Linked DNA regions of Anser cygnoides: region 1 is linked to region 2. A link is a contact called in public Hi-C data. All regions are on one chromosome and are shown on one strand. The core of a region is the stretch at or near the end of the contact, and the rest is flanking DNA. Distances in the headings are between cores, read along the strand shown.

Region 1 (6,911 bases), core at 41-2,540, 200 kb before region 2:
ACATGGAGGTGCAAAGAGGCCTAAGAAAGGAACAAAGATGTTAGCAGTTAGCGTCTGATTAAACTACTTTCTTCCCTTTGTACCACTGACCCACATCTTGCAACCACCTTCCATTCTCTGACACACTAGCTAAAATAAATCTTAGCTTTATGCAGTCAGTAAGTGCAGGACTTCTCTCTCCTAAGTTGTATTACGCTATTAGCATTGTGCTTTTAAGAAGTTGTTTTAAGATGCCTTTGCCTACATTAAGTAATTATTAAAAAGACAACTCAAGCGTCATAAGATTCCTATTAATACACAGCCTTTATAGAATCATAGAATGGTTTGGGTTGGAAGGGACCCTAAAGGTCATCTAATTCCACCTTCCACTAGACCAGGTTGCTCAAAGCCCCATCCAAAATGGCCTTAAACCCTTCCAGGGATGGGGCATCCACAAGTTGTCTGGGCAACCTGTTCCAGTGCCTCAACACCCTCAGAGTAAACTTATTTCAAATATCTAATCTAAATCTACCCTTTTTTAGTTTAAAACCACTACCCCTCATCCTATCACTCCTGACACAGGGTCCCTCCCCAGCTTTCCTGTAGCCCCCTTTAGGTACTGGAAGGCTGCTATAAGGTCTCCCCAGAGCCCTCTCTCCTGCAGGGTGAAGAACCCCAACTCCCTCAGCTTCTCGTCATAGGAGAGGTGCTCCAGCCCTTTGATCATCTTTGTGGCCTTCCTCTGGACTCATTCTAATACGTCCATGTATTTACAAGTCCACTTGCTTTCCATAAGACCACACCTTATAGCAAAGCCACAGCTGTGCTTAGGCCAAGAAGAACTGCTAAGCCGGACCCAAACAAGGCTAAAGATGACATATCAGTATCATTAGATAAATTAGCATCTTTAATACTAGGCTTTGTTAAGACAAAAGTGAATAACATTAATACACAAAGTTTCTCTGTATACTAATGTATAGCCTTGAATGTGACAAGTGGGTCTTGATGGTGCCATAAAAAAATCAGACAATATCCAGACAGATGGGACAATGAGTATCACTTGGAGTCAGCCAGCATGGGAAAACTATGCACTGCACAGAGCATAAAAGCTAAACAGATTCCCCCCCCCCCAGTGTAAAGAGATATTACTTTATTACATTACTTCCCTCCACCACCGGTCCCCCAAAGGGGTCAAACATTAACCAGAAGTCTGTCTAGAAACAGAACAGGACACCTATCCTTACAAAACACTGTAGCACAGAGCCAGCAAGTAAGAAAAAGGTGTCAGACTACTCTGAAGAAACCATCAGAAAAGCAGAATCCTTCAGACTACTTGCTACCTTCCACTAATCATTTTTCTTCCTTTTGAAAAAGTGAATATAAAAAGCTAAAGCTCAAAAATTTGAAACCCAACCTCTCTTGAAACAAAACCAGACATATTCCAGAAGCTATGCACCAACTCTTTAAGCATAACAGTTCTCACAACTCAGATCCCTGCACATTGCACAATAGTTTGTGTGACAGACTGCCCACAAAGATGGCTGTGCAGCCTGACGAGCTTTCCGTACCTTAAGAAACAAGGGACACTGATTTTGTGCTTGAGGACATGCTGACCAAAACCAGTCAGGCAATGGACCTGCTTTGGCAGTTGACACAAAATAACCGAGGGCCAATGGCTGTTGCAGTATATTTGTTACTTCATCATGAGATTCCGTTGAAAGCAATCGATCTGTACCTTGACCCTACAAAACAAGCAACAGTTTAATATTAGAGAGCACAAAACAGAAATTATCTGTCGCTTTCAAATCACAACGCATTTTGAAACATCCAGGCATTACACAAATTTTGCAGGCAATCCACTAGCCAGTTAATTCAAAACATTTCCTAGGAACCTTCCGTTCTACAGAGGACATGAGCAGATGCAAGAAAACAAATGAACAGAAACCATATACACACTATTTACTCTTACCTTGCCCATATCACCTCCATGGGGGTAGTGGGACCCTGGAGAATGTACAGGGGATCCAGTAGGGGATGCAGGAAGTATATTTATAATATCAGGATCAAGATCATCTCCAGTGTCTAACAAGTCAAAGATCCCCATTCCATCTGCTCCATCTTGAAAAAGAACAAGAACAGTCAATTTCTACAATTTCCCTACCTATGGGATATGACAGCACATTGTGAAATCAAGTGATTTTCCACATAAATCCTGCGGTTCAGTAGAATAAACAGTCTTATTATAGGGGGAGTGATGAGAGTTTTGGTTTGTTTTTAAAGTAAGAATAAATCCAATCTACTAACCATTGTTTGTGTTGAAGGCCAGATCCAAGTTTTCAGTGGTATAAGTTGACGATGCTACTTGCACAGAAGCAGATGTGGGAAACACAAGTATATGAGTGCACGACGTGTCCTGTGGGGTATTCAGCTGAGATGTCTGCATATTTAAAGTGGTGCTGCGTCCAAATACAGAGCCAGTCGATACAGAATCTTTGAAAGACAAGTCAAGCATTTCCTTAGTTTTGTGTTTCCTTAGTTTTGCAAGAATTAACTGTGAGTTCCCTCTCCAAAATATAGTTTCTCAAATACCTGGCATTATGATGAAGGACCCCTGTGGTTCCATTGCCACCAAACAAGCACTGAGAATGCTGGGAGAGTCTGCAGCAGAGATGCCACACATTCTGCACATGTCTTTTAGTCTCTTACTGAGGGACTGAAGATTTCGGCGACTCAGCAAACAACTCCAATCTGATGATAAAAAGAACATAAGTCTGTCTAGAAGAACAGTGTTTACTGCAGAATACATATTTTACATAAAACACTGTGTGGTACAAAGTTCATATGTGTTAGGTGTACAAAGGAACTCTAAAGTTATATAGGTTTTCTTCTAGAAGCAAGGACAGACACTGTATTATTTAAAATTAAAACTCCATATAGAATTTTAGACTCTAAAACGCTAACGTTACCTTTCAATTCCCCATGTCCTATTCTTCCTAAACGTCCTATTACAACTCTCCAAGGCAAAGAGCTCATCTGTACAAGTCCTAAGCACCATTCCCAGAGTTTCTGAAGACCAAGTCTGCGGGCAGAGCCCTTTTTCCTGCGAGCTCTAGAATTTAAGAAAAAAGATAAAATTAGAACCCATTGACAAGAAGTTTCTCTAGCTGCCTTTGGAACTTGCTTGTAGTAACCTGAACATTAGCAGGAAACAATAATGTTAATATTGTAGCACATTAACTGCTACTGCAAATTCAAAAAAGGAGGTTGGTTTGTTTTTAATCAATCACATTCTAACACTGACATCAAGAAACCGGAAGGGGAGGGTGTAGCAGGGAAACACATACAAAAGCTCTCAGGAAACTAAACAGCATTCTAGAAATTTAAACAATATACACATAATACTGAAATTATCTGTTTTAATTTTGGAATATGGTGAGTCTACATAAGTCAGAGTTATTCTTACATTATAATAAATAAAACAATTCTTTGGGGGAAATAAAGAGGATATGCATGCTAAAAATTAGGAACTCGTTCTTACCTGTTTGGTACATCAATATTAATTATGCAAGTCTCTAGCTGTTCTCCATAGAGATCTGTACAGGATGCAAGAAGCCATCTTTGATCATGAGACAAACAGTAGCCTACAAAGAGTACGTTATACTTCTGGCCAGCTTCTCCAAAAGTTTCTCCTAGTTCTGTTTGCTTGTCTTTTACAGGAGCCAATATAAAAGGAGGGGTGTAGAGTCGAATACACTCAGGTCTCTATAAAGATGACAGAACAGAAAATGAACTTTCAAGAAGCGATTATTCTTAACTCTGGTTATTTAATGTGAAAGACACTGCTGATAAAACAAACAGACGTTTCTCTGATTCGCATATTTACAGAATCACATTAGTCTTGAGAATACTCACATCAGGGCTCTTAAGAGCAGTTTCCATGGCTAAACCTGGACCAAAGCCAGTTAACGTTTTCACATTGGTGGAAGTTGGAAGAGGTCTCCGACACTGAGTAAATGCTGAAAATGCCAAAGATTTTAAATGTTGAGTATAAATCTGCCGGTCTTCATGTTTCACGGGCTGCAGAAGGTACTGACATGGGACAATCTAGAACAAAATACACAGGGAAATAAAATTAGTGTTTCATTATTACTTTTTTTGAGATAGTATTTGGGTATGTTGCTTTCAGAATGTCAGTTTACGGTCATTTCTCTGGTTCTTTGATATCTTGTGTTATAGCTTCTTCCAAAGCTATATGGGACTTCAGGTAATTATGCTCATTGATCTTTTCTTCAGAAAAGAAAATAATTTGGTTAGAAAATAACCTTAGTGAGCCCTCCAGAAAGATGCCCTCTGATTATTAGTTTTGCTGCTGATAGCATTACAGTTGGATACTTATCACAAAGAAGTCCTGGTCTGAAGCCCAGCATGGTTACGCTGGCAGCAGATTTTGGTGATGGAACAAAGCAGTTTTCCCATACTTCACTCATTACTTGAGTGGGCCAGTGCATTCCTCTGAGATAAGACTGATGAGTTCGGAAACTACCACAGGATTTGGCTTTGACTAGTAACACCCAAACTTCTCTAAAACCAATAATTTAACAGCTGCAGAACTCTAAGCAATGTTTACAGAGCAAACAAAACTTTCACCTTGAGGGAATTATCACCTCCAAAATACAGCTAAAACCAAAGGAGGTACTTTGTTCAGCATGTTTCTATAAATGTTGGCTCACCTGCACAGAAATTATATTCTTGATGTTGGGAGGAAGAACCTGAACCATCTCTAAAAAGCAGCGCAGAAGTCCAAGCGTCCACAAGCTAGACGAGCTACTGTTCTCATCCTTTTTTTCATACGTAAAAGGATCAACTATGTAAACTACAATTGCAGGTGGATAGGTGATAGCGTGTGAATCTCCATCTGTAGGGACTCCAACTTTATCTCGATCCATAGTGCTGGAAATGAAATTTTGAAACCCATTACAAGACGGTGAGCTTTGTAATTATTTATTTTTACTTACATTAAAACTACGCTCAAATCAAACATTAATCTGTAAGACCTTTGAGTTAACTGTGGTGTAAGAAATAGCATTTTTATTTCAATTTTGTTTGTTAGCTTGTCAACAACTCAATATCACTTGTCTTTTCTTTAGCCTTCTTTATTACAGATGCTCATCAGCACATAGTTCTATTGGTTCAACTGGGGAACAAAAACACCTACAACATCAGTAGTAAAGGCACTTCTTACTGAGAAACTATGACTTCAATAACAAAGTAGAATTTCAAGATGATGCCAGATACCTATTTCTCCTTCCACCTCACTTTAAAATACAGAGGTGGGTAGTTTGGTGAACTTTTTCTCTTTAGAGAGATAAAAGAAAAAAAGTTTATTTTTGTACCACAGCAAACACCGAGATACAATTAGAACTGCAGATAGGATGTGTGTCAAAAAGTTAAACTCTACCATGAATGAGCTTGCATTCTCCCTAAAAAGCAACTTGGTGATTAGAAAATAAATTGTTTGTTATTGAGGGAACTAGAGTGCATTAATATGCACACATTTGTTGAGCTGAGGGGTTTGTGTTTTGCTTTGGTTTACTTTTTTAACCTAAGAGGGCCTGACCATGCAGTTCCATTACCTTTCAGAAACCTCTGGATGGGGCTGTGCAGGTGCTGAAGTAGTATCTGCAGACATCCCTGCTGCTTGAAGTGTCGGCTGTTGCTGCTGTCCTCCTGTTTGCCCATTTTGGACTGTTGCAGCCTGAGCAGGCAGGGAAGCAGAAGTGGTATTGTTCATACTGCTAAAAGGTGGAAATGAAGAAGGCTTGTTTGTTGGTATCCCACTGCCTATATTAGCAGAAGAGGATGACGTGGCAGTGGTCGTCAAAGTTGAATTAGCTGTAGTAGCTGCAGAAGACATGGCACTAGTTGATGTTGCTGTCATAGTACTGCTGGTGGGAGCTCCAGGAGCAGACGATGGAGTGTTGGGATTTCCAGCATTAGCTGTCACTGGGGGCAGAGCTGAAGCTGGCTGGCTTGGGGGAGGGATCAGATTTGTTTGGGAAAGTAAAGAATTGTCCAGAGGCTGAGAAGCAAGATAAGGACCTAAAACCAGAAAAAAAGTGTACATTTGATACTGTTTATTATGAGCACATACCTAAACATATGTTTCATCTGGTTTACTTTTTTCCACAAGCTTAAAACCAGAAAACTGCAACAAACAGTAAGACTCAATGAATAAATACAAACATTTCTCTTCTGCTGGAATGGAACAGGTGGCAAGTATACAAAGTAAGAAGCACTGAAAAAAAGTAATCCATACCTAGTTCATATCTGCAAACTTGGGCGTATAATTTCAGTTTGGAAAATGCTTCATTGTTGGCATTAGCTGTCTGTGAGAACCATTCTGTGACCAACTTCTCAGAAAGTTTCTTTGAAGCAGTAGGTCCAACTCGCATGATTCCATCAGGCAGTAATTTACAGATAGGCCTATGCTGACCCAGTCTGCATGACTGCAAAGGCAAAATATAAGATGCAAGGTAAGGAGTTAAAGTAAAACATCAATCAAAGGAGCATGGAGAGAGAGAGACTCATGACATTCCAAAGAAACATTTTAATTCTAGAAAACTACACAAGTATGAAACACTGTATAGTGATTTTCAGGTTTTCCTAAATGCAAGAAAAACAGATGGATAGATCAACCACTCTAATCCTAATCACAATCCAAGCAATACGTGCGTTTAATTAATTCATTAAGAAGCTAAAAGAATTGAAGTAGTAATACTCCGCTTTACCACTGAGTGGCGTTTTATCAGACAGACTCTCAAAACAGGTACTACTAAAAGCAATGATGAGCAGTGTGAACAACCCTTATCTTCCAAGTACCCATTCCTAAAATCCTTTCCAGCAGCTGATATAGCATTCCAAGCAAGCACTTA
Region 2 (7,457 bases), core at 4,511-7,010:
TTGCTCCGAACCACTACTCAAACACCAGAGGAACACGAACCTCCCTCCTCAGACCAGGCTTACGGCAGCAGCCTGAGCTGGAAGCCAGAGGAGCTCCACCAGCACCTAGCTGAGGACACCAGGCCAGTCACTACCGCGATATAAGGACCGAACCTTTCGCCACCTCCTAATTTCTGCCAGACAATAAGGCCCTGAAAATGGTGGAGCGTTCTGTTTCTAGTGACTGCACTTGCCACCGGTGGGTTTATTTTTATGCGCATAAAAATATTTACACACATTTCCCCTATAAATTGATACACGTATATCAGGCACACACATTTATCAAAGATCACACAAAGATCAATTTGTGAAAAGGAAAACTGAAATTGGGCACCCACAGTTACAAGTTTTCCTAGGAAGCCAATCTACACCAAGCCACACAAAAAAACCCTTCTGGTTTAGGGAACGCTGGTCACATTTTGTTGGTGTAAACACCTATTTAAAAATGTCAGTGGAAGCCACACACTCCTAATTTTGAAATTCATCTTTTTTTTCCTTTCTTCCTTTCTTTTTTTCCTAGATTTAGCCTTCAAGATTGAAGTGTCGACTGGTTTGTTCTCTGCACCTAGCTTAACTACATTTCAAGGAAGTTAATTCGGGGTGATGCAAAGTGCTGTCCGTGGCCGATGCTCATGTCTCGGCTGCGCACAACCCCTCCTTGCCCATGAGCTGCCTTCCACCGCAACCCATTAAAGGCCTTCCTGGCACTCAGAGCCAGCGGCCTCTGGGGTTCCCGATGCATCGATGCCCACGTATCGACACGCGTATCACGGCTTTCGCAACCTCAGCTAGCAGAGCCAGTTTTACCCTGCCTGCTCGGGAAGGCATCAGTCTGGGATTACCTTTGCATAACACTACCTCGAGTACACAAATCAGTGTTTACAAAGATAAATAACCCCCCTGCACACTCGTGTAGGGCGCGTACTTGTTAAGAAGGCCCCAAAGTTCAACCATCCTGCAGAAGCGCTCTGAGAACTCAGATTTAAGAACAGAGATGGCTCACGGAGATCTGGGATCTATCGCATGGCAAGTCTGGCAGGGCTGTGACTCAGAAACCAACCGCCTGCTGGTTTCAGAAAGAACTTCTCTGTTTACCAAAGCCTAATTGTACTTAAAGCATCCTAGCGTAAGGAACAGGAGGGTGTGCAGCCAGGAAGTTAGCTCCCTGATCCGTTTGACATCTATCTGAACCACCAGTCCTGCACTGGTGTCTCCACGTGGAGATGGACTGGAGCAGGAAAAGGAGCCAAAACAGAGTTACCCTTCAGTAACCGTGTGCACATCCTCAAGTCTACGCCAAATCTGTGAGAGCTCAAAGAAAATTAAATGCCAGCTGTCAAACAGCCCCCCCGTGTCTTATGAACCCTAAGACAGACCCACAGCCTACATCTAAAAAGAAATTCCCAAGTCCACTGAGTAGTTACCAGCAAACATCCAAATAAACTATTAAAAGAGCGAGGAAAACAACTTTGAACAGTTTTTGTATCAGAGTCGCTTAGATCATCTGCTAGAGCTGTGCTCAGACAAGAAGTTCTTTGTAGGGCTGAACAAACAGCCCACAAGCCATTATTCAGCTTCAGTGCAATCCATAACACTAAGTACAAAAAGACAATTATTGCCAGTCAAAACGTAAATGGACCAACAAAAAGGGCTGATCACGACTGCGACTGGCACTTCGCAGCCTAAGCGAACAAAGCCTAACGAGCCGTTAGGACACGGGAACATCGCACACTGCAACTTCTGCACTCGGTAACCAAAGAAAAGGACAAAAGTCTCTTCTTTCCGAAGTCCTGGGGAGGCTGCTGGAGCTCCCCGCGTTGGGTCGCTGTTCTTCAGTTACAACAAGGAGAACAAAAGGTAGACCCTCACAGGTGTAACCAGCCGCACTAAGCCAGACAGCTTTACACACCTGCAACACGGTTTTGTTTCAGAGATCGGATGCTCAACGATTTACACAGGGAGTAAGCTCACCGCTCCTCAGCCGAGTAAAGGTTTTGGGAGCACTCTCCTTCAGAGCCCAGCGACTGCCTGCACAAGAACACGTTTAGATAAAGGACGAGACCAGTCCTGTAGTGAAACGTTACGTACCCCTGCAGCTCCGTAAAACCGCGCCACTCTTCACCGCCTCTTCTGTATTCAAAGCCAGCGGAACAGACAACTACGTCCTTAGCTTTGTAGGCACTCAAGACCAAAGTGAGCGCTCTTCCAAACCTTCTGTCCCTACAGAGCAAGGTAACACTGCTCATCACGTGATACAGGACTGCCAGGGTCCCTGACTTGAAGGTTAATAACTTTCCTAAAGCCACGGAAAATATAAAAAGTACCTGCTTTATTTTTCCAGTCCCTTAAGACTCAGGGGAAGCATTCAATTAAAATAAATTAGGACACATCTGAAAGACGTTCGAAATCTCTATAGACGTAGCTATTACGGGCTACTTTCATATGAGTGCATTTATTCCCATCCTAAAAATGTTTTTCTAACTAAAGTAGTTTAATCCCTCAACGGACAGGACAACTAATTCAGTTAAAGACTACAGGTTTCCATTTTGTGGGTTATGCCTCTGTGCACCCGACCTATTTTCCAACTCCTAACCAGACGAAGTTTCAAAAAAAGTCATCTTACAATTTAGAGTTAAAATTTCTGTTTTTCCAAAAAGATTTTGGGACATCTCTTCGGAAAGCACAGACTGATGTTGTCACACGAGCTTCAGGGATGCCACGCTTTTTCTTCTGGGGTTAAGAGAAGTTGTGATTCTGCTGATAAGGCTGCGTATATTGAACTGTTCTCCAGTGAATCTTCTCAAGTGAACCACAAACACTGACGGTTGTCTGTGTAGATCCAGCACTAGAATCAGTTAGTATAATAAAGTCATCACACAACGCATGGGTGGAAAGGCATGAAGACGGCAGCAAAGACAAAATTCAGGTTGCCCAGGTCTTCGCTGCGAGCTCTTGCGGAAAGCTCAAAGGAACTCCTTAAATAAAAAAGAAAACTACAAAACTGGGAACGTGAGCATGGCCAGCACAGCACGCCGTGCCCCAGGGGAGGGCACAGGCCGGGTCTGAGCTCCTTGCTCCTCACGCAGGCGGGCGCAGCAGGCCTAGGGGGCAGATGGCAGCTTAGGGAAGGAGGCAGCTCCTCTAACGGGGACAGAGCTTGCCAGGCTGCTGCAATACCCGGGAAGCGGCTTTCTGAGGGTGGCACATGCCGCTGTGAGGGCATCACGGGAGCCCTCCCTAGTGCTGGGCTGCCCTGCTACCTTCAGTTCCTCAAGCTTCCAGCTCAGCTATATCCATGTCTTGAATCAGGCAGCGCTACAACGCTCCTCGCGTGCTTCACGCCCTCCCTCCAGCAGGGGTTCAGCGAGGAGCACCATCGCAGCACCGACCGCTGCCTCCTGGCGAGGGCACAGTGCGTACGCCCGAGCAGCTCTTCCACCAAAACCCATCACTTGGGAAGAACGGTAGCAGCAGAGAGAAGGGCTTTGAAGAGAGGGCAACGCAGCTCGGGAAAAAATAAAACAACTTAATATTCGGGTGACTAAGCTGACACAGCGTCTTTCACGTCCTTGGTTTCAGAGGGCCATAAGGAAATCCATGCACGTTAACGGCTTGGCAGAGGGTCTGAAGGTGGCAGTCAAGCTCTCATCGGCAGAATCCCCGTGCTTCCAAAAAGCAGGGAGGATAGAAAGGTCACAGGAGCTGTCACAAAACAACGGAGCCTGCACAAAAAGGCCCTGCTAAAATTTAAGCAGGAGAGAACCAAGGGTGAGAAAAATAAGAGTATGAACCCAGCCCTAAGAATCAGCTCCTCGAGCTCCTCCAGCAGCGGCGCAGAGAGCAGTTTGCTCGGAGCTGTGCCCTTATCCTCTGCTCTAGGTGCCGGGGGGGCAGCGTCCCCGCAGCAAGATGCCCGAGCGAGCCCAGCCGTTAAACCACGGTGCTGCTGCTGCTGGAAGAGGCGGCACCGATCGAGTGCAACAGAGACAAAAGGAACAGAGGTACCTAACAAGTCCCAGGGAGAACGGTGGCCGAAGCATTCTCCTGAGACTTCCTCCGCTTTTCACAGGCATTCGCAGCCTCTGCCTCGAAGCAACGCGGTTACACGACGGCTGCCTCGGCCACGCACCGAGAACGGCCTGCCCACGCCGGGTGAAGCACAGGGGCTACTTCGGAGCCTTGCCAGAGAGGAGAACATTTTTTCAACAAGTCAGCAATACACGAGGCTGCCTGCCTCACGTCTTAATGTCCCCCGGGTCTGTCAGGTCAGCGTGACACCAAACCCAGCCAGGTGCTGTCCCGTGTCCCATGCTCGGTGTTGCAACAGCCTCACGGCTGCACCCTTCGCTCCTGTGGGATGGCAAAGTCCAGCCAGCTCACACTTCTCCACATGGCACTGAAGGTAAAGGTCTAACCGAAGGTGATGGCTTCTCTTCACAGCTGAGCCACAAAAAACCTGCTCTGCTCTAACTATTGCTCCTGAAGTGTAGTAGGTTTGGGTTTGTTTTAGAAACAGAACTCAGTAAGAAATAAAAGGAAGTCTCAAAGCACGCATTAACATCCTAACAATAGGTATTCACAGGACGCAGTCAGACAGTTATGACAGATTCCAAGGCTATTCAAAGACAGCCCCAGGAAAAGACTCTTTGAAGTGGGAACAGCGCAGACTTCCCAGCTGAAGGCCAACACCCGCTTCCAGCGCCCTCCCCTTTCTCACTGCCACTTCCCACTTCAAAGCTACCAAGCCCCCTCCTTCCCCCAGAAATCACCAGCACCGTTGATTTCACCTGCTAAGTAGGGCAAGAAGCTCAAATTAACAAGCAGCGCTAACCTCCCACTGCACGACGGCAAACGTGCTATTTCAGACTCTGATCCGAAAGCGCGGGGTGAGGCAATCGTTATAACCATCGCCTATTACCAGTGAGAAATAACAATAACAAAGAGCCCGTCCCGTGCTGTGGAAATAAAAGCAGGCTGACGTTACGAAGCCCCTTTGGCGCGCTCCGAGGAATAAAGGCATAACCTCACAGCCACCCACCTCGGGGCGCTCAGCCCACATCCTTAGCGCTAACTAAAGCAGGGCACCCCCTTGTTGGCGGGCACCGGCTCCGGCAGCACGGAGAACGAGGGCAGGAGCAGAGACCGGTACCGAAGCCGTGCAGCTTCTCGGGGGGATCTCAGGGGTTAACCCCGGTTCCGCAGCGCCACGGCCGCACGCCCGCAGCTCCGCTCCCCTCGGGTCCCCGAAACGCCTCCAAACGCCCGGGCTGCAAAACCGGCGCCCGGCTGCCTCAGGGCGCTCCGTAACCGCCTGGCGGTGTCGGTCGGAGCCGCGGGCGCCAGCCCCGTTCAGCCGCTTCCCTCCCCTCAGGAGGGGCCGCGAGGACCCCCCGGTGCCTTGGGGCCCGCCCGAAGCCGCCCCCCGGCTCCCTCAGGCCGCCCCCAGCCCCTCAGCGGCCGGCCCCGGGGGCTGTTGCCATGGAAACCGCGGGGCCCGGGGCCGGCCTGAGGAGGGACCGGCGGCCGGGAGCGGGTTTGGGGGCGGCGGGGGCGGCTCCACAGCGGCCTGAGGTGCCCCGGGGGAGCCGAGCGACCCCGAGCTCCCCGCCCCCGCCCGCCCGCACTCACCGCGCTGCGCCCCGGCTGCTCCCGCTGGGCCCGGGCCAACCCGGAAGTAGGGAGGCGGAGCCCGCCCGCCCCGCTGACGTCACTTCCTGCGTACCGCACCGCACCGCCCGCTCCCTGTTCCCTCGGGCGCTCTCCGCGGCGGGCGGGGCCCCGCCCCTCGGCGTGCTGGCGTCACTTCCTGGCGACGGCGGCGAGGCCTGGTGGCAGCGTGGAGGCGGCGGCGGCGGTAAGGGGCGGGGGGGGGGAACGGGCGGGGCCGGGCCCGGTTTTAACGGCTCTAACGGGCCCGGCCCGGCCCGGCCCTAACGTCCTCGCTCCCTCCCTCTCTCGTTGCAGGCACCCCCCGGAGCCGCAGCACGGCCGAGCAGCCCCCGGCCGCCCCCCCGCAGCCGCCGCCCGGTGCCGCCATGGAGCAGCTGGGCAAGGCGGGGCTGCTCGGGCTGGTGGCGGGCGTGGCGTGCGGCCTCTGCCTCGGCTGGGGCCTCCGCGGGCGGCTCCTGCGGCACCCCCGGGCCCGGGCGGCGGCGGAGCCCCTGGGCGGAGCGGGGGCTGAGGCGGCGGTGCCCGGGGAGGACGGGGAGTTCAAGCTGGTGCTGGTGGTGCGGAACGACCTCAAGATGGGCAAGGGGAAGGTGGCGGCGCAGTGCTGCCACGCCGCCGTGTCGGCCTACAAGCAGGCGCAGAGGAGGACGCCCGAGGTGCTGAAGCAGTGGGAGTACTGCGGGCAGCCCAAGGTGGTCCTCAGGGCTCCCGACGAAGAGACGCTGATCCAGCTCTTGGCCGAGGCCAGGCGCCTGGGCCTCACCGTCAGCCTGGTGCGGGACGCCGGCCGCACGCAGATCGCCCCCGGCTCCCAGACGGTGCTCGGCATCGGGCCGGGCCCGGCCGATGTGGTGGATCAAGTGTCCGGGCACCTAAAGCTCTTCTGAGCCGGGGCCCAAATAAGCGCCAGCGCGTTGGTATGCGTCAGTACTGAGGGGTGAAATCCAGAAGTTGGGATGATTCCATATGCTCTCAGTAAAAATAAATATCTTTTTTTTTTGTAAAAAACTTAAACTTGCAAAATTTAATGCTGTTTATAAGTTTCTCTAGCTTCTGTATTACATGCTAAAGCGGGAAAGAAAACACTAAGCTGGGTAGAGAGGAGAAGCAGAGCTGAATTTTCCTACCCTAAGCAGGAGGAACCAAGCATTTGTAAGACTTGTGCAGCTGATGATTTAACATTTTGTCTGCTTTATTGACTGGATACAAGCATTAGAGAAGGTTATCTTGTGCCAAAAATAGAAGGTTCCCCTCCACCGTTGCCTTGCACGAGGATATTTTAGATTGATTTTGTAATTCACAACAGCCTGGCTGCCAGAGCAGCTAAAGATTGCCCCATACAGCAGGGGATAGCTGCGGCTAACTTAGTGCAGTTTCTGATCCGGTAACTGATGCAACACCTTGTAACTGGTATGAGATGTATGAGACAGAACAAGTTAAACAGGGTGTACAGCTCAGTGCTTAAGAGCTATAAAAGCTTCTAAAGGGAAGCCGTGCTCCTTTCTGGACAGGGCTGTGTAGCTACTGCATTTACAAGAATGTAAGCACACCAGTTTCCCATCTGGCTGACATAGGGAGTTACCCACATGTGTATAAACAGCTTGCCACACAGGAAGAAACTTAATTCCTGTTTTACTGAGGATTAAAAAGTTCTCATAGGTCTGAGAAAGCACTCAGTTATAGAAATCGATTACTGAAGTTACTGGGCAAAGGTCAGATGGCCCTGATCATGGCTCACGTACTACCCA

What was found. A called contact is a pair of places that touch in the nucleus more often than the background predicts.
Region 1: a Hi-C map of liver shows a contact between it and region 2, with 1.7 times the contacts expected there. The contact joins the enhancer-like site here to the promoter of PTRH2 in region 2. A contact is called at or near these places in 2 of 7 Hi-C or Micro-C datasets (granulosa cells and liver).

The regions. Positions count from the first base shown.
Region 1 is chr18:10,024,535-10,031,445 of Taihu_goose_T2T_genome, reverse strand. MED13 (mediator complex subunit 13) reads right to left here. Exons shown (of 30, transcript XM_048074275.2): 19 at 6,296-6,485; 20 at 5,613-6,078; 21 at 4,710-4,929; 22 at 3,892-4,083; 23 at 3,518-3,741; 24 at 2,946-3,088; 25 at 2,569-2,727; 26 at 2,284-2,469; 27 at 1,949-2,097; 28 at 1,548-1,721; 29 at 1-20. Among named protein-coding and RNA genes, the nearest start is that of INTS2, 8.4 kb to the left of the region's middle. Within about 2 kb of position 1,290, at least 1 of the 3 cell types and tissues checked has open chromatin away from gene starts, as enhancers often do. A contact at or near this core is called in liver, where this site is marked.
Region 2 is chr18:9,831,831-9,839,287 of Taihu_goose_T2T_genome, reverse strand. It overlaps PTRH2 (peptidyl-tRNA hydrolase 2), which reads left to right and starts at 5,760. Exons shown (of 2, transcript XM_048074196.2): 1 at 5,760-5,893; 2 at 6,004-6,723. The coding sequence starts at 6,075. The coding sequence ends at 6,596. VMP1 (vacuole membrane protein 1) reads right to left here and starts at 5,808. Exons shown (of 12, transcript XM_048074188.2): 1 at 5,668-5,808.